Regions from separate parts of the Mus musculus genome. Here regions 1, 2, 3, 5, 6 and 7 are each linked to region 4. Evidence: chromatin contacts called from public Hi-C, HiChIP or PLAC-seq and promoter capture Hi-C data. All regions are on one chromosome and are shown on one strand. The core of a region is the stretch at or near the end of the contact, and the rest is flanking DNA. Distances in the headings are between cores, read along the strand shown. Region 1 holds the start of Otor (otoraplin). Region 2 holds the start of Dtd1 (D-tyrosyl-tRNA deacylase 1). Region 3 has its middle 37 kb from the start of Otor. Region 4 holds the start of Bfsp1 (beaded filament structural protein 1, in lens-CP94). Region 5 has its middle 22 kb from the start of Gm46768. Region 6 holds the start of Rbbp9 (retinoblastoma binding protein 9, serine hydrolase). Region 7 holds the start of Dzank1 (double zinc ribbon and ankyrin repeat domains 1).

Region 1 (2,850 bases), core at 315-2,814, 780 kb after region 4:
TTCCCATCTCATCCTGGTGGTCACCATAAACCTGTGTGCCCAAAGCAGCGGCAGTTAGGGAAAAGCTGATGGCAGGGCTTTTGAGAAACTCCTCTCCTGGTAATGAAAATTACACAAGCCAGTGCTCCCTTTAGCTGTGCATTCCAGGGAATTCAGAGCAAATGTGAAATTCACTGGCAGCATCAGGAACTCTGAGCCTCACTACCTTAACATTACTTCTCTTTCTGTACTCTCGTACTTTGCCTGAAATCATCTGGAATCTATAGGAAGTTAAGGTCAATAAAAATTTAAAGCAAATGGACTCCCATTTTACAGTATGTGTACTTTCCACTTTTTAGCAATTCAAAGTGACATATAGTAAGTACATCCTGACTGACACCTTCATCGGTTTTAGATGTATCTCTTGGATGACATCACCCATGCTTCATCCCTCCCTGGACTCTGCTTTGGTCTGTGGGTACATTTTAAGTCAAGCAAGTGGCTCCTGCAAAATCAAAGAGGATTTTCCCCTTTAGACTGACCAGTCACACACAACCCTTGGCAAATCCTCTTAGACATTTTTTGAAAGAGACTTAACTTATGTGCAATGCAGAAACCTCAGCATGCATGTTTTTTTTCCCCTGATCAAAACATCAGTTTGAATTACCCTTAATTTTGTTGTGAAATCACCCCTTTTTAAAAATGAATCTGAATTTTTGTGTTTCCACTTACGGTTTCCATATTATCTTTGCAGCTACTGTTAAACATTAAACGGACTGAGGACAGGAAAGCCAGGAAAAATTAAGAGTAATACAATTAAGAATATATACATATGTATGTATGTATGTATGTATGTATGTATGTATGTATGTATGTATGTGTGTATGTATGTATTAAAAACAGTCTCGTCTTACACTGCCAGCCCAAAACTCTCCAGCTCCGTTTTCTGTTACCAGCTTGGAGTAAACATAGATCTGCTGCCCTTTCTTGACATCGATGAACCTACAGTCTGGGGCATTGTAATCTTCCTGTGCTCTTGCCAGAGAAATAGTATCTGGAAGAGAAAAAAAAGGGGGGGAAGTGACCAGATGTCCTATGAGTAAGAAGGCAAAGTGTAAGAAAGGTAGGAGAGAGGAAAGGAGAGCACAGCTGGGTTTCAAACGGGGGTTGCGGGGGGCGACAAGGAAATCTTAGGAAATGAATTCTCTGCAGTTAGACCCCAAACACAGACCTTGAGACACAGAGCTGCAAACAATGAGCACATTTAGGATTCACTGCAAAGTACAATCTGGCTGTTTGCCAGACAGATTTCCCATTATATGATAGAAAGACAATGAGAACCAAACCGTTAACAGTGCCTTACAGACACACTCCTCATCCGCACACAACTTCTTAGAAGAAAGTTTATCCATAAATACACCATGCCCGGCACATAGAACCACAAGGCCCCCAAGCAAAAGAATCAATATCCTTGCCATCTTCCTTCTTGCTGTTTTGACTAGCACTCTTTGCCTGATTCAAGGGTTCTTTTATTTGAAAGCTGACTCTCTGGGTAAATACCCAGCCAATAGGAAGGGGCCAACCCCCACCCCCCTCTCTCTCCTCCCCTGTAATTTTATAATGTGTGCAACTGGATTCCAGAGGCTTTTTGGCATTTCATTTTTCAGAGAGAGTCAAACGCCCTGTGTCTGTGTTCCACACAAATGTCATGCCATGCTTAAAGCTGTATCTGCCACAGCTTGTGGCGTCTACCAGCAGGGCTCTGTTGAGAGGCCTGTGAGACTATCAACCACTGTTTATTTTTCTCTTTTGTCCTCCTGTTCTTTCAGTTTATGAGCAAACATGTATTGACTGTAGGAATCTGTTCAAGATGTAAAATGGAGACTAGGGAGATGGTCACTGGATCAGGCACTTGTTATGCAAGTGTTTAGAATAGAACCCCAGAACCCATACAACAACTAGACAGGCATTGTGGCAGAGACAGACACAAGACATCCTGGAGGCAAGCTTGCTAACTGGAGAAACTGTAATCAGCAAGCTCTGGGTTCAGCAAGACCCTCAATAAATAAAATGAAGAGAAACTAAGGAAGATACCCAATTGTCAATGTCAGGCCTTCTCAGGAACACATATGCATACGTCCACACACATGTAAACACAGACACACACACAGTGCGGCACACATATACATTTTAAAGAGTCAAAATGTCTTGAGAACAAATTTTATTTTAGTAAGTCTAATAAAATTCTAGATTTGCATAATATATGCAAATATATTTGCATAATGTATTTTGTGTTGTTTGTATATGTAAATATGTATTTACATAATATAAAGAACTCTTACACAAATATTTTGTGATAGGTTTCTTAGAAGTTATGTTTGGCCTGAGCCACTGTGGATTATATAATATATTAGTTAATATCACAACCAGATCTTACTAATGTGGAAGCAAGAAATAAGTGGGGGAAGAAAAGAAGGTAAATCTTTCTTTATTCCAGTGTTCGTTAGCTTACGACATGGAACCTGAGACAATCAATTTATAAAGACAAAGTTTGTTTGTGTGGGTTACAGGTCTGGAAGTTCTAGTTCATGGTCACTGCTCCCATTAATGTGGCTCTGTGGCATGTCCTGGGAGAAGCCAGTAGCAGAGAACACCACTTACGGCCAGGAACCAGAAGATACAGAAAGAAAAGCCAGCAGGACCTTGCAATCTCCTTTGCGTCACCCGCAATGACATATGTGCCTCTCAGTAGTCCTCACCCCTCAAAGGTTCAGCCTCCTCCCAATTGCACCAATCTGGCGGAGCACACGTTTTAACATGAAGGTGGCGTTTTAGAGACATCCAAGATCAAAACTGTAGCAACTTCTTCTA
Region 2 (3,138 bases), core at 233-2,732, 740 kb before region 4:
TCTAGCTTTAAACTCAAAACCATGTATTTAGTATAAAATGGTTTAAAGAAAAAGATATCTGTATTGCTTGATCTGAAGCTTTGGTGAGGAGGGGGAATCTTAGAGACTCTTTTGTTGTCCAATCTGCTTTCTGTTGTCCAATTCCTGGGCTCAACACAGCTCCTTCCCCAGCCTCCAAAGTGGCTGTGACTACAGGCCTTGGCATCTGACCTGAAAATGTACTTCTGCCTCTATAAACACAGCTGGGCAATGGTGGTAGACACCTTTAATCCCAGCACTTGGGAGGCAGAGGCAGGTGGATCTGTGAGTTCAAGGCCAGCCTAGTCTACGGAGTGAGTTCCTGGCCAGACAAGGCTAAACAGAGAAACCCTGTCTCGAAAAGGAAAGAAAGAAAGAAAGAAAGAAAGAAAGAAAGAGAGAAAGCAAGCTAGCTAAATGAGTGATGGGTAGACTTGCTGCCAAGCCTAATTCCATGAGTTGAATCCCAAGGACCCACATGGTGGTGGCACATCTAAATTGTTCTCTGGCCTGTTACACACAGAAACACACACACCAAATAAATAAATGTATTTATTTCTTTAACTTAAAAGACTAAAAGAATGGCACCAGTCGTTTCTATTTTTTTAACACTTTTCAAATAACTACAGTAGCTGGATCCTGAATATTTCAACTAGCCTCCCACATTCAACTGATGGCTAATGGCTGAGCATCTGGGTCTATATTAATTAATGGGAAAGAGAAGCACGTCATCTTGAATTCTGTGGTTCTGACCCATGGCTGAAGGTTCAGAGACCGACATCCAGGTGCAAGCAAGGGATGTTCTGCACCCAGTGAGGATGCCAGCAGATATTTGCTCAAAGCTGCCAGAGCTCAAACAATTAGCAATTCCTCCGTCTGTCCATTTTATCATGAGCCAAGTTCTATTTTAAAAAGAAAAGATATGCAAAAGGGGGTTGTTAAAATGCTACATCTCAGACAGAGCGGTGGATAAACGAGCGATTCCGCTCCGGAAATCTCCCCTATGTGTTGTTTGTGCAACAGTGCATTCAACAACGGGCCCTGGGGATGCTCACAGGTTCTGGCACCTTGTCTGTGAGGAACACACACACACACTCACAAAGATAATGATGATGATTATAATGGTGATGACGACGGAGATGAGGGTTTATGTAGCAACGAAAGCACGGAGCCTGAACCCATGAGCGGCCAGGCACGTGCCGGATCTTCTCGGCCACGGCGCTGCCCAGAGGCTGCCCGGTAACTCGGGGCTGCGGGGAACCCTCACACGGAACAGCGGGTCGCGGGGGTCAGAGGCTGCTCTCTCCCCGGCCCGCCCGACTGACCTGTGACGCTAGCCCGAGTGACGCGCTGCACCACGGCCTTCATGGCGGCGGCTGTAGCGACTGGAATTTGCTGTGTGGTCAGACCTTGCGACTCCGCCGGTGGCTCCTCGACCGGCGCCCTCTACCGGCAACACCGGAAGAGCTCCGTGAGGACCCATTCCACAGAGCTGCGTCCCGCCCACGTCGGCCACACCTATCCAATTGGCCCCGCCCATGTCAATCACCCTCACCTGTCACCTATGCATAACCTAGTCCATTTGTGGTAGGCGCCGCCCTATCCACCCCTGAACTCCTTCTTAAGCACTATAGTCCCAAACTGCCAGCCTAGTCTCCACTATGTCCAGACACTCATTAATTTCTGCTCCAGTTTCTTTCTCTTTCAGTTTTACCCTTAAGTTTTTTTCCTGCTTTTCTCCCTCTTTTCCAATCCTCCGGTCACAGATTTTCCAAAATCTTCACTTGTTCTGTAGCCTCAGCAGCAATCCTGTTGCTAAAAACAAAAGGACCTGCTGCTAACATAGCCATTTAACTACATAACTATTGATTTACCTTAGACACAATAGTTAATAGGTCTATCAGTCTAGAATTCTAATTCCTTCCTAATACAAATCTAATACTTAGCCCTATCATAGGGTTGTTAGGAAATTTGGATGGGCTGTAAAGATGCTTAGATGGCTGCAAAGAACTGTATAGCTATTACTGTACTAAGTTTTCATCACTAAAAAATAACATCTTCATAGTCCAGTGGTAGTCCATGTGTTTATAATTAAACAAAGAAAAAGAAGAATGGGGGGGGGGGGAGATAGTCCCAGCTACTTGAGATGAAGCGGGAAAGTGTTTTAAGTCCATGAGTTCAAGACCACCAATGTGGGCAATGTAATGAGACTTTCCCTTAAAAACGAAATAGGAGTATCAGAAAAAGTTCACCCATTTCAGAGTGTCTTTGCTTTGAACGCCTCTTCCAGGATTAGCAGATTCAGAAAAGCATTTGTTAGAAAGCAATTTGATAGAACTGTTATTTGGCCCGAAATACTCTAAGGAATGGTGGTTGAACATCTGTGATCCAAGCATTCTGGAGGCTGCAGTATGAGGATCACGCTGAAGTTCAAGGCCAGCATGAAATACAGAGTGAGATGTTGCTTTCCCCCTCACCCCCCCAAAAAAACAAAAACAAAAACAAAAAAGGCCTAGAAATGTGTATTATTGTGGGGTATCCATCAGATAAGACTACTCAGACCGGGGTTAAGCCAGTAGAAAGTCTTTATTAGCCAACTGGCAACTACACTGGGTGTTCAGGATCTCATTAAAGCTCAGATTCTTTTAGAGTGAGCATTTAAGCAAAAAAAAAAAAAAAATTCCTCGGTTGACATACTTCAGTTAATAAGCACAGTTAGGCTAAAGCAATTACAGAAGTCAAAAGGCAAGCTTAGTGCATTTGATAGATTCGGTCTTCCTTTTCACTCTGGCAAGTGGTACTATCTACATACTGAGTTTTATGGAGTCAGTTGTGCTAAGGACTGGGAGCCTTTTATATTATGCTTAAATATTAAATAGTGAATGCAAAATTGCATGAGTTAAATTGTCAAGGATACCACCAGCAGCAGCAGCAGCAAGATCAATGGGTGTCAGTCACATGCTTCCTGATATTGAAGGATACAGTGGTAATTCTGCAACAACAAAACTTAACCTGGGGCTAGAAGTGTAGCTCAGTGGAACATAGTACTTAGCTACCATGTAGGAAGCCCTAGGTTCAGCCCTTAGCATCATATAAGCCAGGGATGGCAACACTTACCTG
Region 3 (3,008 bases), core at 406-2,905, 750 kb after region 4:
AAGAGTCATAATGTTAGGAAGGTTGAGACCCACTGTCCTAGAATGTCCTTGAGTGTCTTAGTTGGTGTTCCCATTGTGGTGATGAAACACCATAACCAAAAGCAAGTTGTGAAAGGAAAGTGTTCTTTGGCTCACACACATCATAGTCCATCACTGATAGAAGTCAGGGCAGGAGCCCAAACAGGGAAGAATCTTAGAGGCAGGAGTTAATTCAGAGGCCATGGAAGAGTGCTTTTTAGGGGCTCTTGTTCTCTCCCTGAGGTTTGCTCAGTCTGCCATCTTATAGAACCCAGGACCACTAGCTCAGGGGTAGCCCCACCCATAATGGACCTGACCCTCCCACATCAGTCATGAATTAAGTAAACGCCCTAATGGCTTGCCTACAGCCCAGCCTTATAAAAGCACTTTCTCAGTTGAGGGTCACTCCTCTCAGCTTGTGGCAAGTTGACATAAATCCTGCCAGCACCTAGAGAAATAAAAGCCTGTTGGCCATCAGAGCTGAGAAGCATTCGGGCGATCTCTAGAGCTTTTGGTTGTCTCTGTGCCCTCTGTCATCACCCCCTGAACACATCAGTCCTGTAAAAATTCTTGACTTTGATAGTCAGGAAGCCAAATTTAAGAGAAACTGCAATTCCAAATATATAAAGGAAAATCTGTTTTTTCCTGAGTTTAGTGGTGATAGCAGCATCAGGAGGCTAAGACTGGATGAATGTTAGTTCAATGCCACTCTGGCCTACGTAGTGAGTTTGAGACTATCCTGTACTGCACCACATATAACCTATGGAGGAGGAGATGGGGGAAAGCTAGTCATTATTTGTTGGGCTAAAAGCTCTTTGTACACATTTCTTTTTCTTTTCCTTTTTGCATACTAGCACAATACCACTGACTCATACATTGATTTTAGCTCTCAGTCCTAGGGCTATCAGTGGTGGTCTTCCTGTTAGCAGAGTCTCACGGTGGTTGGTGTAGGGGCCAGAGAAAGAGAGTGTGTGCATATGTCTCTCCTGGTCTCTCTCTCTCTCTCTCTCTCTCTGTGTGTGTGTGTGTGTGTGTGTGTGTGTGTGTGTGCTTTTGAAGCTGCCTGCATTCAGTCACGGAAATGCTATCGGGGTCACTGTAGCTGATCATAATCTCCTGCCAGAGACCCCTCCTATACACACCACAGTCAGGTGCTGGCTGCTTCCACACCCTTAATCACAGTGAAGATTAATGAACACACAGAGAGATCACGGCATTTTAACTTAAAGAAAAAACTTGGTGTGCACCATGAGAGATGGTTTGGGGGCCTCTGTACTGCAGAAGGGATGGGAGAAATGGTGTTTCTTCTCAAAAGGGAGGGATGAGGGGTTGGAGGAAGAGGCGACAAGAATAAAGGGATGGTGCAGGCTAGAGCAAGTGTCATGGAAGGTGGCCAGGATCAAAGAGAAGTGGCACTGCTATGACTCTACTGCAGTACCACTCCACGTCTGTGGACCTCTGCATATCTCTGAAACCTCCCACAAATGCAGCACATTGCTCACCAATGCACCTGCCAGTCAGCTTCTAGTGAAAGTTAAAAAAAAAAAAATGGTTGGGTCTCAGGCATTCTTGGGCAGAGTTGAGAGTAGGAGGCTGTCACTGCAGAAACCCAGAAACAATCTGTCGGAGCAGATTTTGGAACTCGGCCACCTAAAGCTCCCTGATCAAGCTGGTTTACTTGAATGCCTGGAAAGTGGGGTGGGATGGGAGAGACTGCAATGTAGTAGCCATGCTAGGCCATTGCATGTCCCTCCAACATTCCATAGGAACCGTACTGCATTTTCTCATCTACTGGTGGATAGAAAAGGAGTGTGAATCATTTGGAGCAAGGCTGAGACACTAAGTCAGCACGAGACATGGGGATTCCCTCCAGAAAAGCAGAGACATTAAAATCTGGAGGGAAAAATAGCAAGCTTGAGTCAATACAGCAAAGGGGATTTGTGTGCAAAACAGGAACTTAGAAAGGTTAATGGAAGCAGGTCTGCTCCAGAGTTAGGTCTCCCTGTAGAAATGACATTAACTTCCACAGTGCACAGATACAGAGAGTCAAGATGGACAAGTTATGTTGGAGTATGCTGTCATTGATACACAGAAGAGAAAGACACATTTTAGAGATTGCAAGGCTGGTTAGGAAAGAGAATCCTCTAAACTCAACTTACAGCAATCTGTGATGTCACAGCAGGAGAGGCACGTGCATATATCGTTGGAATAATGTGGTTTCTTAGAACACATTCCCCAAGGAGTAAATTCTGGGTTCTATTGTACAGCTCTCTGTGATGCTAGGGAACTGACATGTCTGACCATACTGCATGGCTACCATGCAGAGAGACATCGCTCTGAGATACAGTCAGTCTATGGATTTGGCCAAGGAGATAATTAGTTTATGGGCACTGGGGTGAGTATGATTAGTGAGGCATCTCTGCCCACTCTCAGAGTAATCTGCAGGCCACTTAAGGCAGTTTCCTTTTCACATAAAGAGCAACCAAAGGCAGAGAAGAATCTCCTTTGGGGAAAGCTAGATCTCATTTGCAACTGATGTATGTAAATCTCTTACATTTCCACCTTAACCAAAGCCTCAAGTTTAGGTTTTATGTGTTTGTGGTGCCATCTGCTGGTAAGATGTAGATTTCATATTATGAGCTCTCAATTCAATTCTCCAAACTTTGTTCTTTTACACTGAAAAATTGAGGACTCCAAGTACCTTTTTTTTTTTTTTTTTTTTTTAGATTCATTTATTTATTATGTGTAAGTACACTGTAGCTGTCTTCAGACACTCCAGAAGAGGGAGTCAGATCTCCTTAATGGATGGTTGTGAGCCACCATGTGGTTGCTGGGATTTGAACTCCGGACCTTTGGAAGAGCAGTCGGGTGCTCTAACCCACTGAGCCATCTCACCAGCCCTCCAAGTACCTTTGCATGGAGCATATATATAACATTATCAGTGATACTGTAATTAGGAACTTGGAAAAAGTTCTTATTTGTTTATGTAG
Region 4 (2,916 bases), core at 188-2,687:
GTTTGTTCTGTAGCAACAACTGACTAACATGTGATGTCAAAGGCCATGGGTGATTTATCGTACCTGTTACATGTGGGTTTTGCTCTCTGGGAAGTTGGAAATCAATTCATCACCAGCAGTGTGTGGGAAACCTTCAAAATACTCACATCATGCTCTCCTCCACTTGGCCATGAAAACCTAAATGTCTTAGGAGAGAGAGGGAAGGATGGAGGGAGGAGGGGAGGAAGAGAGAGGGGGGGGGAGGGAGAGAGAGAATATGACCATGTCACCACACATACAGATCATACATTGCTTTGTTCCAGACTGAATCCTTTATTATATAGGCTTCTTGGAGTGATAATAAACTAAACAAAGATCTCAGTGATTTTCCCTATTTTTAGTAACTTTAATTTGTAGCATAATTATGTGTAATCCATATGGTTGGTAATATATGGTGTTGCTAAGCCTTAATTTATAAGAGACCAGTCCTTTTGATAATGGTTTTTAAAACTGTGGGTGATACACATGTACTGCTAAGTATGTGGTTATAGAAATGTGAAATGTGTGCACGTATATGCTGTGGTCGGAGGAGAGCATTTAGTGTCTTCCTCACTGCCTTGACGAAGGGTCTCTTATTGAACTGAAGGTTTGCTGCTTCTCCATCACTGTACCTCCCTCTCCATTGCTGAGTTATAGGCATATTTAGCCATGTCCAGCGTTTCGTGGGTGCCGAGGATTTGAACACAGGTTCTCGTGATTGTACAGCATGCTTACCTACTGAGTTATCTCTCCAGACTTTGATAATGATCTTTAAATAAATATTTTAATATGATAAATATTTATATCCTGGAATAATCTCATCAAATAGTTCAATATTTTCAACATTAATTTTACTTTTGAATTTTTCAAAGCCTATCACATTGAGTGATTGTATATATTTCAAAGCTTGTTTTTTAACTCCAACTGCCATTTCCATAATAAAAGTTAAAATGAAACATAATGAGAATATTTATTTGAGAACTGGATAGTTTACTAAGTCCTTAGACTGTAAGGATTTCTGTTAAGTTTGAAGCATCTAACCTCACCTCCTTGGTGAGAGAGCAACGGTGTAGGTCAGTATCACCAGTCTTCCTAAGTCACTATACAAGTTGTCAAGTCCTCACAAATACACCCAAACAGTCATAAGAAATTACTAGGAGGACAGCTCAACACTTACATGCTAGGCCATTTTATCTGCATGCATAGTTAGGAAGCCCTCCCCGAGACAGCCTCAGCAACATGGTATTATTGTAACGCCTTTAAAAGCCTGAAATCAACAACAAACAAGTAAGTTCATAATGAAAGTTGGAAGGGACAGGAGAAAGTGCCAGGCCCTCTGCTGCAGGACTTTAGCAAGCTGGCCTTGGGTGGCTTACACAGAGCCAGTTAAAAGAGCATCATGCATCTCTTGTCCCCCTGATCCTCCGTGCAGTCACATAGCAACAGGCCTCCACAATGGCGGAACAAAGAGGTCCTTGCCCGATGCCCCTTCCACCCGGGAGCTGTATGGGCGGCTTAATCCCGCACACAAAGCACCCGCGGCTCTTCATTGTTGGGCGCCCGCCCCGAGGGCACATCTGCTGACCGGCTCTGGAACGTCCCAGCCCGGCCGGCCGGTTTATTTAGCAGGCGCAGCCCAGGCCGCGGCCTTCCGGGAGCCATGTACCGCCGCAGCTACGTCTTCCAGGCCCGCCAGGAGCGCTACGAGCGCGCCCAGCCCGCGGGCCCCGCCGCCCAGCCCGGGGGAACCGCGCCCGGCCTGGCAGCGCTGCAGGCGCTGGGCGAGCGCGTGGCAGTCCAGGTCCAGCGGGCCCGCGCGCTCCAGCAGCGCCACGCCGGCCTGCGGCGGCAGCTCGACGCCTTCCAGCGCCTGGGCGAGCAGCCCGGGCCCGAGGACGCGCTCGCCCGCCACGTCGAGGCCAATCTGCAGCGCGCCCGGGACCTGACAGCCGAGCACGCGCGGCTCGAGAGGCAGGAGGCCGAGGCGCAGCGCGCGCTCGACGAGTTCCGCAGCAAGTAAGAGGCACGGTTAGGGAGACTGAGGCACGTAGGCGATGTGGCGGGAGGCGTGGGGGTAACTGCAGACTGTCCGCGGAGAGAGGGGCGTCGGGATGCACGGGTCCTGCAGACGTCCAACTTTCAGTTCCATGGCACTTTCGGGATCCGGCTTCATTTACTTTTCCTATGTTTTGGGATGATAGATAGAATGGACCATACAGGTTTTAAATGCATAGTTCGAGTTTTTGGTGTTTAACTTGAGCCAACACCCAAATATGCGAGGTAGTTTGCACCACCCCAGAGCTGCAGTCTCCCAGTTCCCAGTGCACCCCGGTTCTATAATTTCAGGATATGCACTCTCACATGACTGATTTTGACTCCATACTTTTTTTTTTCAATTTAATCTTCATACAGGTACATATTGTACCATAACCGCATTCTCCCCTGGATCCTTACCTTCCCTTTTCTCATTTCTCCTCCCTCCCACTTATCTCCCTTTTCCCCAATTTCTTTTCTTGTATGTGTGTGTATGACTTTATGTGACTATATACAATCTAGGAACTACAAATTGGAGAAAACATATATTTGCTTTCTGAAACTGGCTCAGTTGGCTTTAATGTTAATCTCCAGTTGCATCCATTATCCTGGGAACAGCATAATTTTCTTTTTTATGGCTGAAAAATTCACGTATATATCAACTGTCTGTCTTGTCTGTTTTTTTTTTTTTTTTAGACGGAGTTTCTCTGGGGACTATGTTTGAATGAGTGAATATGTATATTTTAAAGCTTGTTTATCAAGTCCAACTGCTATTTCCATAATAAACGTTAAAATGAAGCATAATGTGAATTTATTGGCAAGCTGGATAGTTTATTAAGTCCATCATCAATCTTTCTGTTCCTG
Region 5 (3,092 bases), core at 588-3,087, 580 kb before region 4:
CAAATTCTCCAAACAACAAGCCTTGGTGACTCCGTGGCTCTCCTGTGGAGCCATGAACAAGGGCCTTCCAGTCTGTCCGTCCGCCATTCTCAAGCGCTGTTTCCCATCTGTGGGCCTCCTCCACTGCTAAGCCAGGCTTCGGTGTCACACAGCACATCGGAACTTGCAGCGCCGTGAGTCCAAGGCAGGCCGGCTGAGGCACTCAGAGGTCAGCAGCTCCTGAGGGCTTCCTGTAGGAATCACAGTGGTGACAAAGCCCTTTCACCCCTGATCCACCCACACCCACAGCAGAGCAGACCAGCCAGCAGTCTGAGGCTACACCAGGCCGAAAATAAGAGCTGTTTGGCCTATGTCATATTTACTATATGTTTTTCCTTCTTATATGTCTGTTATTGCTGTAAGGTTCATTAATATAGAAGTGACGGGTTGCCATTTTTATCTGTATAGTTCAGGGTTAAATACATTAATTGTTGTTCCTGATTCTAGAACGTTCATCTGCCCAATTTGAAACTCTAATACCAATACTCTCCTACACGCCCCCCAACAGCTAGCAACTGCTGTCTACTTACTGTCTTTATGAGCTTGAGAACTTTAGAGGCCTTGTTTAAATAAATAGAATTGTGTGTTATTTGTCCTTTTGTGTCTGGCTTATTTCACTTAACATAATGTCCTCAAGCTACAGCGTATGCTGGAATTCCCTTCCTTTTAAAGGCTGAATAATATTCCATTGTGAACAAACACCCCCTCAAAACAAACACACACACACACACACACACACACACACACACACACACACACGCACATGCACACACACGCACACACACGCACAAAGGATCTGACCCCCTCTTCTGGTCTCTGTGGGAATCTAAACAAACACAAATTAAAAATAAAACAAAAAAAATGCATATACAAATAACACTTCAAATCTCTCTTTTTATTGAGTATGGGTCCAAGAGTAGAACGGTTGGGCCCCCGTGATGTTACCCTTTGTTTCGTTATGAACAGTGGCACTGTTTTCCATAGCTGCTGTATGGTTTACATTCTCACTGAGCACACACGGGCTCCCGTTTCTCTCCCTCCTCCTGGCACCAGTTATTTTCTGTCTGTTTTGTTTTGATAGTTGCCGTCCCCACGGTTTTGATTTGCATTTTGCTGATAATCAGTTGTGATTCTTTCATCAGGTCTGTACTACGGTTTAGGTGTGCTTCCAATAAGCTGTTGACATGAGATTTTTGGAGCTCTTACAATTGCCAATTGATGGCTTCGCGACAGTTTGCAGGGAGAGCAGGGCATGTCCACCAGATACCCGAGTGCTCCTATCCGTTCTCAGAAGTACTGCCTGCGGCCTTCGGCCTACGGCCTGCTGCCTGACCTGGGGGTCAGGGTGAGGGGCACGTTTTTGTGTCTCCACCCTCACTCAGTTTGTCTCAGCTACCAGGTCTTCAGGCCAGGACTCACCCAACCCAACCCTGCACACCTTCTGCCCAACCCTGAGGCCTTCTGGAATCTTCCACTACCACTCTAGGGACCACATCTGGCCTCTCCACACACTTCTCATAATCATCTCTGAACACCAGCCAAAAAATATTTGCCAAGCAAATTAACAGAAAGGAGCCTTTCCCTGTAAAGCTGAGAGAGCCAGCCAAGAATCTGGGCATGAAAGCAGCGAAGGCTTGAGCCGTGCCAGGCTCTTTTGCAGCTGTGGTCCCGTGCCCCTTGCAGGGCGCCGCCCACGTTTCTGGCGCTGAGCTCTGATCGAGAACTGTTTACTGTGGCTTCCAGAGGTGACAGAGTCAGAGGAAGGGTGAAACCATTCTTAGTTGCAGTAATTGCGCAAATGGGCCAAGGCTCCTCTGATGACTAAGCCCTTAGCAACACCTTCAGGGAGAAGCGGGTGGGCCCAGGGCTCTCCCACGGTTTGTCACAGTTAACCAGGAAGTGTGGATGAAGACACCAAGCCTTGGGAGACAAACAGGAGACCTCGCCTGCCTGAGAAGCTGAGCAGAACCTTCAAGGCCTCCCCCTTGGCTGTACCCACAGAATCCCCCAGTCTCCGCCTGGGAGCAGATACCTAAGGGTGCAAGGGATTTGAAGTCTGGTCTTCAGACTTGCACAGTTGCTGGCCTCTCGAGGTCATTTTCCACCTCTGCTAGGCAAGAAATCCTCTCAGGGCCCCAGTGGTTATGAAAAATCCTTCCTACTGCCCTAAGGTCTTGCTGGTCCTTATGTCTGCTCTACCTCAGTAACCCGGTGTGCTGTGTAGGCATATGTAAAAGACAGCTACAATCTTGTTGTTGGTTTTTTTTTAAGATTTATTTATTTATTTATTTAATGTAAGTGCACTGTAGCTGTCTTCAGACACTTGTTAAGGATGGTTGTGAGCCACCATGTGGTTGCTGAGATTTGAACTCAGGACCTTCAGAAGAGCAGTCAGTGCTCTTAACCACTGAGCCATCTCTCCAGCCCCGGACAGCTACAATCTTAAACATGAGCCTGACTAATAAACCTTGTTGGTGTCTTGGTCTCATGGGTGTCCATCTAGGAACTGGTGCCTGCAAGGGGAGATGAGTGTAGAGACTCATACCAAGTGTTCGTATATACTTGCTACAAGTCAGGTTTGTTTTTTTTTTTAAGAATTAGTTATTCACTTTTTCATGTATATGAGTACACTGTAGCTGTCTTCAGACACACCAGAAGAGGGCATTGGATCCCACTACAGATGGTTGTGAGCCACCATGTGGTTGTTGGGAATTGAACTCAGGACCTCTGGAAGAGCAGTCAGTGCTTTTAACCGCTGAGCCATCTCTCCAGCCCACAAGTTGCGTTCTAAACTATTGATCTTCCTTTTCTTTATTCTTTTATTGGAGTATGGGTAGTGTGTGTGTGTGTGTATGTGTGTGTGGGTGATGGTAGTGGTGGTAGGGGTAGCTCTGGCTAGCCTGGAACTTGCTACATAGACCAAGTTGGTCTTGAACTCACAGATATCCACCTGCCCTTTCCTCCCAAGGTATGCACCATCACACTTCATTTTAAAACAAGAAACAAAAAACCATCAGGATGAAAGAAGTTGATATTTATTGAGCATCTGTGGA
Region 6 (3,107 bases), core at 227-2,726, 690 kb before region 4:
GCTGTGTTCTCACTGTGTCCCGAAAACTCAACTGAACCAAATTCAATAGGGGCCATCTATCGGTCCACAATGTCACATGAACAGTTAATACCAAGTTCTGCTGCCACTCAGATGCAGGCAGGCCCTGGTGAGCCATGGATGTCATGGCTTCTGCATGCCTTCAACGATGGAACTGGGAACCCATGTTCCTTGGCCAGGTGTGGATGAAGAAGTTTCAAATGAGTATGACATTACATCTAGGCTGAGGCATGGCTATTGTTATCACATTTATTGTGGCTTATGATAGATTTTTAGCAGGAGGAAGTAAAAATGCAGTATAGGATGAATGAGAACACGAAAATGTTAAAAGATGCAGATTAGGGAGAGAGGGAGAAAGCAGCTTTAATTAAAAAGAGATTGACACCATTAATGGAAAACTTCCACACTGGGGCAGTAAGAAATGTGCCCGGAGGATCAGACTCCACCCATTAGGGTTTCGACTCCTAAAAGGACAAATGTGTTTAAAAGGAGAGAATGCCTCCACCCCTCTCAAGGGTTTACTGCTGGAACATGGCACCATGGCTCACCAGGGTCTGCCTGCATTCGTGTGGCACCAGAACTTGGTGTTAATTGTTCATGTGATGTTGTCCTTGCAAGCATGCCAAATATGAGTAAGAGGGATTTGCTAGGCACATTGGCATATAAGGTAAGTTGATGTCTGTGAGTTCAAAACCAGCCCAGCATACCTAATGAGACCTTACTTAAAAATAAATAAATAGGTAAAATGAGAGCACATGGAGGCTTGCTCTCAGATTCTAGAAAGCTGCTACCACTAACAAAATATGACCCGGTTGTATTGTTTGCCAAGAAGCCCTGAAAGGTTGTTGCATGAGCCCGTGAAAGTGGAGCTTCAGTGGTAGTGGATAGCATAGGACACTGGAGACACAGCTCATGTCCAGCATTCATGGAGTGGGAAGCAGAGAGGTCCCTGAAGCTCACTGGCTAGCTACTCTTGCTAAACCAATGAGCTCCAAATTCACAGATCTTGTCGCAAAACCCAAATGTAATGTGGAAATGAAGGAAAGAAGACACCCAACACTGACTGAATGTGGTGACACTCCTTTAATGCCAGCACTCAGGAGACAAAAGCAGGCAGATCTTTGTGAGTTCTAGGCCAGTCTGGTTTACATAGACAGCTCCAGGCCAGTAAGGGGCTACGTAATGAAACTGTCTTAAACAAATTAAGGAAAGTTCATTTGAAAAAAATAAACCTTCCTTAAAGAAGTATTGGTACAACTAATAAAAAGATAACACATTATGAGCACACTGTTGCCAGGACATAAGGGATGTGGAGTATGAGAACGCTGGAAAAGGGTAAATCAAAGATAATTAATATTTGATGGTAATTCACAGGGTTTGAGTTTAGCTGCCTGTGCTTTAGCCAGAAAATGCGTAGGCCTGCAGGTATCCAAGAACTACAATTCCCAGAAGTCCGCAGTGCAGGCTCTGGGCCGGATGTAGTCTTGGTCTGAGAGCTGCTGGTCCAAGCTGGGCAAGGGTCTCCCACGTCTACATTCATGGCGTCCCCCAACAAGGCAGTGATTGTTCCCGGGAACGGAGGCGGGGATGTGGCCACCCACGGCTGGTACGGCTGGGTGAAAAAGGGGCTGGAGCAGGTAAGGAATGCTAGCCCCTGCTCTTCAACCAGCTTGGCTCGGAGTGAAGAGAGAGGGAACGAAAGGCGAGGCTCGCAGATGTGGTCCGTATACTACCTAGCGAACAGCTCAAAAAGCAGAAGGCGCAGGTTTTGGCACTAAAAGGAAAACCTGTTTTACAACTAGAGAGAATGCCCCCTCCGCACCCCCATCGGCTGCCAGTTTAGATTCCAGACTTTCCAGATAATTTTATGTTTATATTCATTTCTTTGTTTTTAGTTCACTATGTGATATTTAATATAAACAACGGATTGTATAGTATACAATAAACTACCAAACTGAGATTTTTTTTTTCCTGTGCTGTCCAACCCAAGGTGTCTTTGTGTGTCCTGTACAATTGAGCTACACTCTCAGGACAAATAAGAACATTGCCCGTATCTTCTGAATAATCCGTCTGCTCCCTGTCCCCCCACCCTTATGACATTCTGAAGTTTATTTTGCTTCTTTTTAAATTATTGTGTGCAGGGGCACATCTGGAGGTCAGAAGACATTTTTGGAATTAGTTCTTTCTTACCTTTACACAGGTTCTGGGAATCGAACTCAGGTCACTGGGCTTGTACTTCAAATGCCTTGGCCAGCTGGGCTGCTTGTCTGGCCTTTTTGCTACACCTTTTAAAACTTAAAAGTATTTTTTACAACCATGATTATAATCATTAAACAACGGATTGTTTAATGTGGTTTCTTTGTGAACTTTATAGAATGAATGTGTGTGTGTGTGTGTGTGTGTGTGTGTGTGTGTGTGTGTGTGTATAAAATATATAATTGCACCTTAGGTGGTCCTGTGCCTAAAACTTATTTGTTGTTGTTGTTGTTTTTGTTCTTCGAGACAGGGTTTCTCTGTGTAGCCCTGACTGTCCTGGAACTCACTCTGTAGACCAGGCTGGCCTCGAACTCAGAAATCCGCCTGCCTCTGCCTCCCAAGTGCTGGGATTAAAGGCATGCGCCACCACTGCCCAGCCTGTGCTTAACTTTTAATAAAACAAAACCCTCTTCTATATCCCAGAAATTGGTTTCCTGCTTTGGCCTCTAGAATAGAATTTCAGGAGAAAAGATTCTGTTTGGAATAAAACTTCAGGGTTGTGACTGAAAGTTATGGACAAAGCTACCAACTCTTGGGTCAAGCTGAAAATGGCCAGTGGGATGGGATGCCCAACTTCCTCAGTGGTGTCTCTGTTCTTTTTGACCATCTTTCTGTGGAACAGTGTTCAGCTCAGGTCATTCTGTCCCTAGCACGTTCACTTAGGTCTTCTCTATAGGTACATGACTTGGAGATAAGCACAGATTGCAAGTGCAGGAACCAGTCTCTGAGGACTTCTACAAAACTGGATAGAAAACTATCATATGTGACTGTATATTCATCTGAAGCCCTGTAACACTACTTAATCTATTTCACATCATAATATTAGCAAATAT
Region 7 (2,941 bases), core at 121-2,620, 660 kb before region 4:
TGGGCTTCAATGTGAGGCATTTCGTTCTGAATTACTTGATCTGTGATTCCATGAGGGAACTGGTGGCATAATTCTATAATTCTAGGAACAACGGTATAAATGGTTTATGTTTGCTTGCTTTTAAAGGCAAATAAGGAAGATACACGATAGTCAAGCTAAAAAGCTCAATGTTGTCAATGGGAATAAGTACAGCAAAGTGACTCCAAGGTCTGTGGGCAGAAAGCAAATAGAATATTCGGGGGTGGGGGTGGGGGGCAGCATAGTGATTCACCATAACTGGAGTCTTGAGAATTATCCCCTCCAAACAAACTGGAGGGATTAATTTGTTTGGAGGTGTAATAAACTTATTATCCACAATAATAATGTTGAGAAAGTCGTCTTTTAAATACATTATAACCTAGAAACACATGTGCACTACGGGAGTTAAGGCACTCACTGAACCTACTTGGCTCAATGGTCCTTTGTAATCACAAACTGAACCCTCATTTGGCCCCAACGTTCTCTTATAGAACTTCCCTTGGCAACCGGGCAATCCTGGATTCGAACACATGTCCAAGAACTACAGGGAAAATGCAGGTCTCTCTTCTGGCCCTGGCTGCTGTCACGTTCCAAGTGCTCTAATAGAATCCCGGAGAACCCAGTTCCACAACGTTTCAAGCTGTCCCGCTGCTCTAGAGCTTCTGAAGAGTTCTACTCTCCCTAATCGGGGCGGGGGGGTCGCCCAGACACCCGGCAACCCCGCTCCCGCGTGCTCGACCAGTCTACCCCAGCCTCTCCCCGCGGGACTGAGAGAGAAGGGGGTCCCGCTACCCAGCTGACTGCTCGCTTAGCGTCGGGAGCCTAGCTTTATTGCAGTACCTGTTTTCTATCTCCACCGGATCCGCGTCCGGCGGCTGCACCTTGACCTTCACCTCCGCCATGAGGGCAGTTTTCGAGACTAGAGGAAAAGTGGCCCCTCGGAGCGCGCTGGAAGTCTCGGGAACCGGTGGAGGCGCGCGCCGGGGACCGAGGCTTGAGAGAGAGGCGAGGGACCTTCTTCATCCGGTCGCGCTGGGCCTTCTTCATCGGATCGGCTTGGGGCGCCCGTGCTGTGCCTGCTCCGCCTTGCTCGGCAGGGTCGCCACAGCGACTCCCTTCCGTTGTCTCAAATTTCAGTGCTTGTCGGACAAGAGCCTCTGGCTCCAGTACGCACCCTTCAGCCTCTTCCAGCCGCCGAGAAGGCATATTCTTGGACACCTACAAGAAAGTGTCGCAGAAGGATCTGGAGGCGGGTACCAGACGGAGGCTGCAGCCAGAGACAAGGGCGGGGCTGGTTGCTAGGATGTCGATTTCCCTGCCAATCATCTGCTCGGCTCCCGATGGGCGGGGCGCGGTTCGCAGCGTCTGTGGAAACGCAAGCTGCAGCGGAGGAGCTGTGGTGAGACCGTGAGAAACCTGACAACGGGTTGGCGGCGGCGGTGCTGCGTCGGGGGTCCTTAATCTCTGTCCTTGAGGCTGGAGAAGGGTGAGGAGAAGGGCATCTCTCACTGGGTTGGGAGGGAATTAGGCATCTCTGACTGCCTCGCGAGGCCGAGGGCATGACGCAGGGTCTGGGTCCTGGTTTGGGCAGCGAGGAGATGGTTCAGGTGCAGGATGTTGGGAGATGCTGGTGGCATGACACTGACACCAGGCTGCGGTGTGGACCTAGCGAATCAGCCATCTCTGTCTCCTTCCTGTGAGGTCCAGTGACCACCCCAGGTTTCCAAGAGCAGCTAATAGCTAACCGTGAGCACTTCAGTCTCGAACCAACGGTGTTTATTTAGAATCTAGTTTTCAGCTATCTTTATTTTAGCTGACTCTCACTCGAAGGGAAATGTGAAGGTAGGCGAATCCCTCTACATCCAGCGTCATTTCTGAAGGGTCAGATACCTGTAGTTTTTATTCTTGGTCCTCAATCTGGAAGAATCCAAAAAGGCATTAAATTCGTCTTTTAATTCTAATTATCTCGCTTTCCAGAACAAGATATGTCAAAACGCAAACATGTTCACAGCAACATGATCAGAATTCCAACTACCATTTAAAAAAAAATGACCTCACCACTGAACAACAAATTGTTACATGAAAAATTGTAAGCCAGGCATGGTGTCTCATTCCTTTAATCCCAGCACTTGGGAGTCAGAAGCAGGTGGATCTCTGTGAGTTGGAGGCCAGCTTGGTCTACAGGTAGAGCTCCATAACAGCTAGGGCTGTTACACGGAGAAACCCTGTCTCGGGGGAGCGGGGGGCGAAATGAGGATGCAAAATGTTGATTATAAAAGTGAGATGAATATGTACATTATAATTGAATAATAATGTAGCCACAATCGTTGAAGCTACAGTGCAAGTTGCAAATACTGGATTAAGAGGACTCCTCCCCACCTCAAAGAAAAGACCCATAAGGTTTCTGCCCTGCTAGTTATTTACAAAATAGCAGAGCTAATAGGAAATGATGGTTGTGGGTTTATATCCATGTCAACTTCCTTTCTATTGAGAGCTGATGCTCTGCAGTCTTTGCAGTATATTTTCCAAAATACAATACACTGCAGTGGTTTGCAAAGGTGAGACTGTGGGGGGTTAGAACCTCTTTTAAGATTTGGCTCTAAGTAATTCATGCTACGTGCAGAGTTACCTGCTCCCCTTATGTAATGAGTTGCCTTGAAGTCAGGAGAGTGAGTGTGTGTGTGTGTGTGCATGTGCGCGCGCACTGGCTGAAGGCAGTGAAGAGTGAATGATCTCGAGGGAACTGAGCTCAGAGCGTTAGAGGTGGATTCTGCTCTGCCTCATCCGTGGACCTGCCCTTTTAAAGCAGCTCCAGCCTCCTAGCGAATTCATCTGTTTGTCTTTATTAGATGTAAAGTGTTTAGGTGAATATCCAACAGCAGACGTCAAGAGCAAGCATACAGCCAACGTGTAATAATTTCAT

Evidence for each region. Promoter capture Hi-C pulls out the DNA fragments that hold promoters and counts their contacts. Hi-C and Micro-C count contacts between places; a contact is called where the count stands out from the background. HiChIP or PLAC-seq counts read pairs in DNA pulled down with a chosen protein or histone mark.
Region 1: a promoter capture Hi-C map of second pharyngeal arch cranial neural crest shows a contact between it and region 4. The contact joins the promoter of Otor here to the promoter of Bfsp1 in region 4. A contact is called at or near these places in 9 of 39 promoter capture datasets (cranial neural crest, embryonic stem cells, frontonasal cranial neural crest and 3 more), 2 of 115 datasets of contacts at active chromatin or transcription factors (astrocytes and embryonic stem cells) and 1 of 9 other capture datasets (embryonic stem cells).
Region 2: a promoter capture Hi-C map of neural stem cells shows a contact between it and region 4. The contact joins the promoter of Dtd1 here to the promoter of Bfsp1 in region 4. A contact is called at or near these places in 2 of 39 promoter capture datasets (cranial neural crest and neural stem cells).
Region 3: a contact with region 4 is called in an H3K4me3 HiChIP or PLAC-seq map of forebrain, with 9 times the contacts expected there. The contact joins the enhancer-like site here to the promoter of Bfsp1 in region 4. A contact is called at or near these places in 6 of 39 promoter capture datasets (3T3-L1-derived adipocytes, cranial neural crest, frontonasal cranial neural crest and 3 more), 2 of 484 Hi-C or Micro-C datasets (cerebral cortex and embryonic stem cells), 7 of 115 datasets of contacts at active chromatin or transcription factors (astrocytes, embryonic limb bud, embryonic stem cells and 2 more) and 1 of 9 other capture datasets (embryonic stem cells).
Region 5: a contact with region 4 is called in a Hi-C map of bone marrow-derived macrophages, with 15 read pairs. The contact joins the enhancer-like site here to the promoter of Bfsp1 in region 4. A contact is called at or near these places in 10 of 39 promoter capture datasets (the 3T3-L1 cell line, 3T3-L1-derived adipocytes, the C10 cell line and 7 more), 2 of 15 datasets of contacts at CTCF or cohesin (large pre-B cells and stem cell-derived epiblast-like cells), 33 of 484 Hi-C or Micro-C datasets (CD4 T cells, CD8 T cells, LSK cells and 23 more), 13 of 115 datasets of contacts at active chromatin or transcription factors (astrocytes, bone marrow-derived macrophages, cardiomyocytes and 9 more) and 3 of 9 other capture datasets (embryonic stem cells, liver and macrophages).
Region 6: a Hi-C map of bone marrow-derived macrophages shows a contact between it and region 4, with 11 read pairs. The contact joins the promoter of Rbbp9 here to the promoter of Bfsp1 in region 4. A contact is called at or near these places in 1 of 39 promoter capture datasets (the C10 cell line), 1 of 484 Hi-C or Micro-C datasets (bone marrow-derived macrophages), 1 of 115 datasets of contacts at active chromatin or transcription factors (astrocytes) and 1 of 9 other capture datasets (liver).
Region 7: a contact with region 4 is called in a promoter capture Hi-C map of liver, with 4 times the contacts expected there. The contact joins the promoter of Dzank1 here to the promoter of Bfsp1 in region 4. A contact is called at or near these places in 1 of 39 promoter capture datasets (liver), 1 of 484 Hi-C or Micro-C datasets (muscle stem cells), 3 of 115 datasets of contacts at active chromatin or transcription factors (astrocytes, embryonic limb bud and pro-B cells) and 1 of 9 other capture datasets (liver).

What each region holds. Positions count from the first base shown.
Region 1 is chr2:143,077,107-143,079,956 of GRCm38.p6, reverse strand. Otor (otoraplin) reads right to left here and starts at 1,564. Exons shown (of 4, transcript NM_020595.3): 1 at 1,343-1,564; 2 at 894-1,033; 3 at 1-31. The coding sequence starts at 1,457.
Region 2 is chr2:144,598,297-144,601,434 of GRCm38.p6, reverse strand. Dtd1 (D-tyrosyl-tRNA deacylase 1) reads right to left here and starts at 1,482. Exons shown (of 6, transcript NM_025314.3): 1 at 1,344-1,482. The coding sequence starts at 1,386.
Region 3 is chr2:143,113,553-143,116,560 of GRCm38.p6, reverse strand. No RefSeq gene overlaps it. Among named protein-coding and RNA genes, the nearest start is that of Otor, 37 kb to the right of the region's middle. Within about 2 kb of position 1,655, at least 12 of the 459 cell types and tissues checked have an H3K27ac peak or open chromatin away from gene starts, as enhancers often do. A contact at or near this core is called in forebrain and hippocampal neurons, where this site is marked.
Region 4 is chr2:143,861,694-143,864,609 of GRCm38.p6, reverse strand. It overlaps Bfsp1 (beaded filament structural protein 1, in lens-CP94), which reads left to right and starts at 1,437. Exons shown (of 8, transcript NM_009751.2): 1 at 1,437-2,034. The coding sequence starts at 1,679. It overlaps Gm33648 (a long non-coding RNA gene), which reads right to left and starts at 1,284. Exons shown (of 3, transcript XR_375039.4): 1 at 1,196-1,284; 2 at 64-185.
Region 5 is chr2:144,440,251-144,443,342 of GRCm38.p6, reverse strand. No RefSeq gene overlaps it. Among named protein-coding and RNA genes, the nearest start is that of Gm46768, 22 kb to the right of the region's middle. Within about 2 kb of position 1,837, at least 99 of the 459 cell types and tissues checked have an H3K27ac peak or open chromatin away from gene starts, as enhancers often do. A contact at or near this core is called in 3T3-L1-derived adipocytes, CD8 T cells, Th1 cells and 11 more, where this site is marked.
Region 6 is chr2:144,549,228-144,552,334 of GRCm38.p6, reverse strand. It overlaps Rbbp9 (retinoblastoma binding protein 9, serine hydrolase), which reads left to right and starts at 1,476. Exons shown (of 5, transcript NM_015754.2): 1 at 1,476-1,655. The coding sequence starts at 1,557.
Region 7 is chr2:144,525,843-144,528,783 of GRCm38.p6, reverse strand. Dzank1 (double zinc ribbon and ankyrin repeat domains 1) reads left to right here and starts at 1,370. Exons shown (of 21, transcript NM_172859.3): 1 at 1,370-1,504. It overlaps Polr3f (polymerase (RNA) III (DNA directed) polypeptide F), which reads right to left and starts at 1,039. Exons shown (of 9, transcript NM_029763.3): 1 at 859-1,039; 2 at 1-81. The coding sequence starts at 920.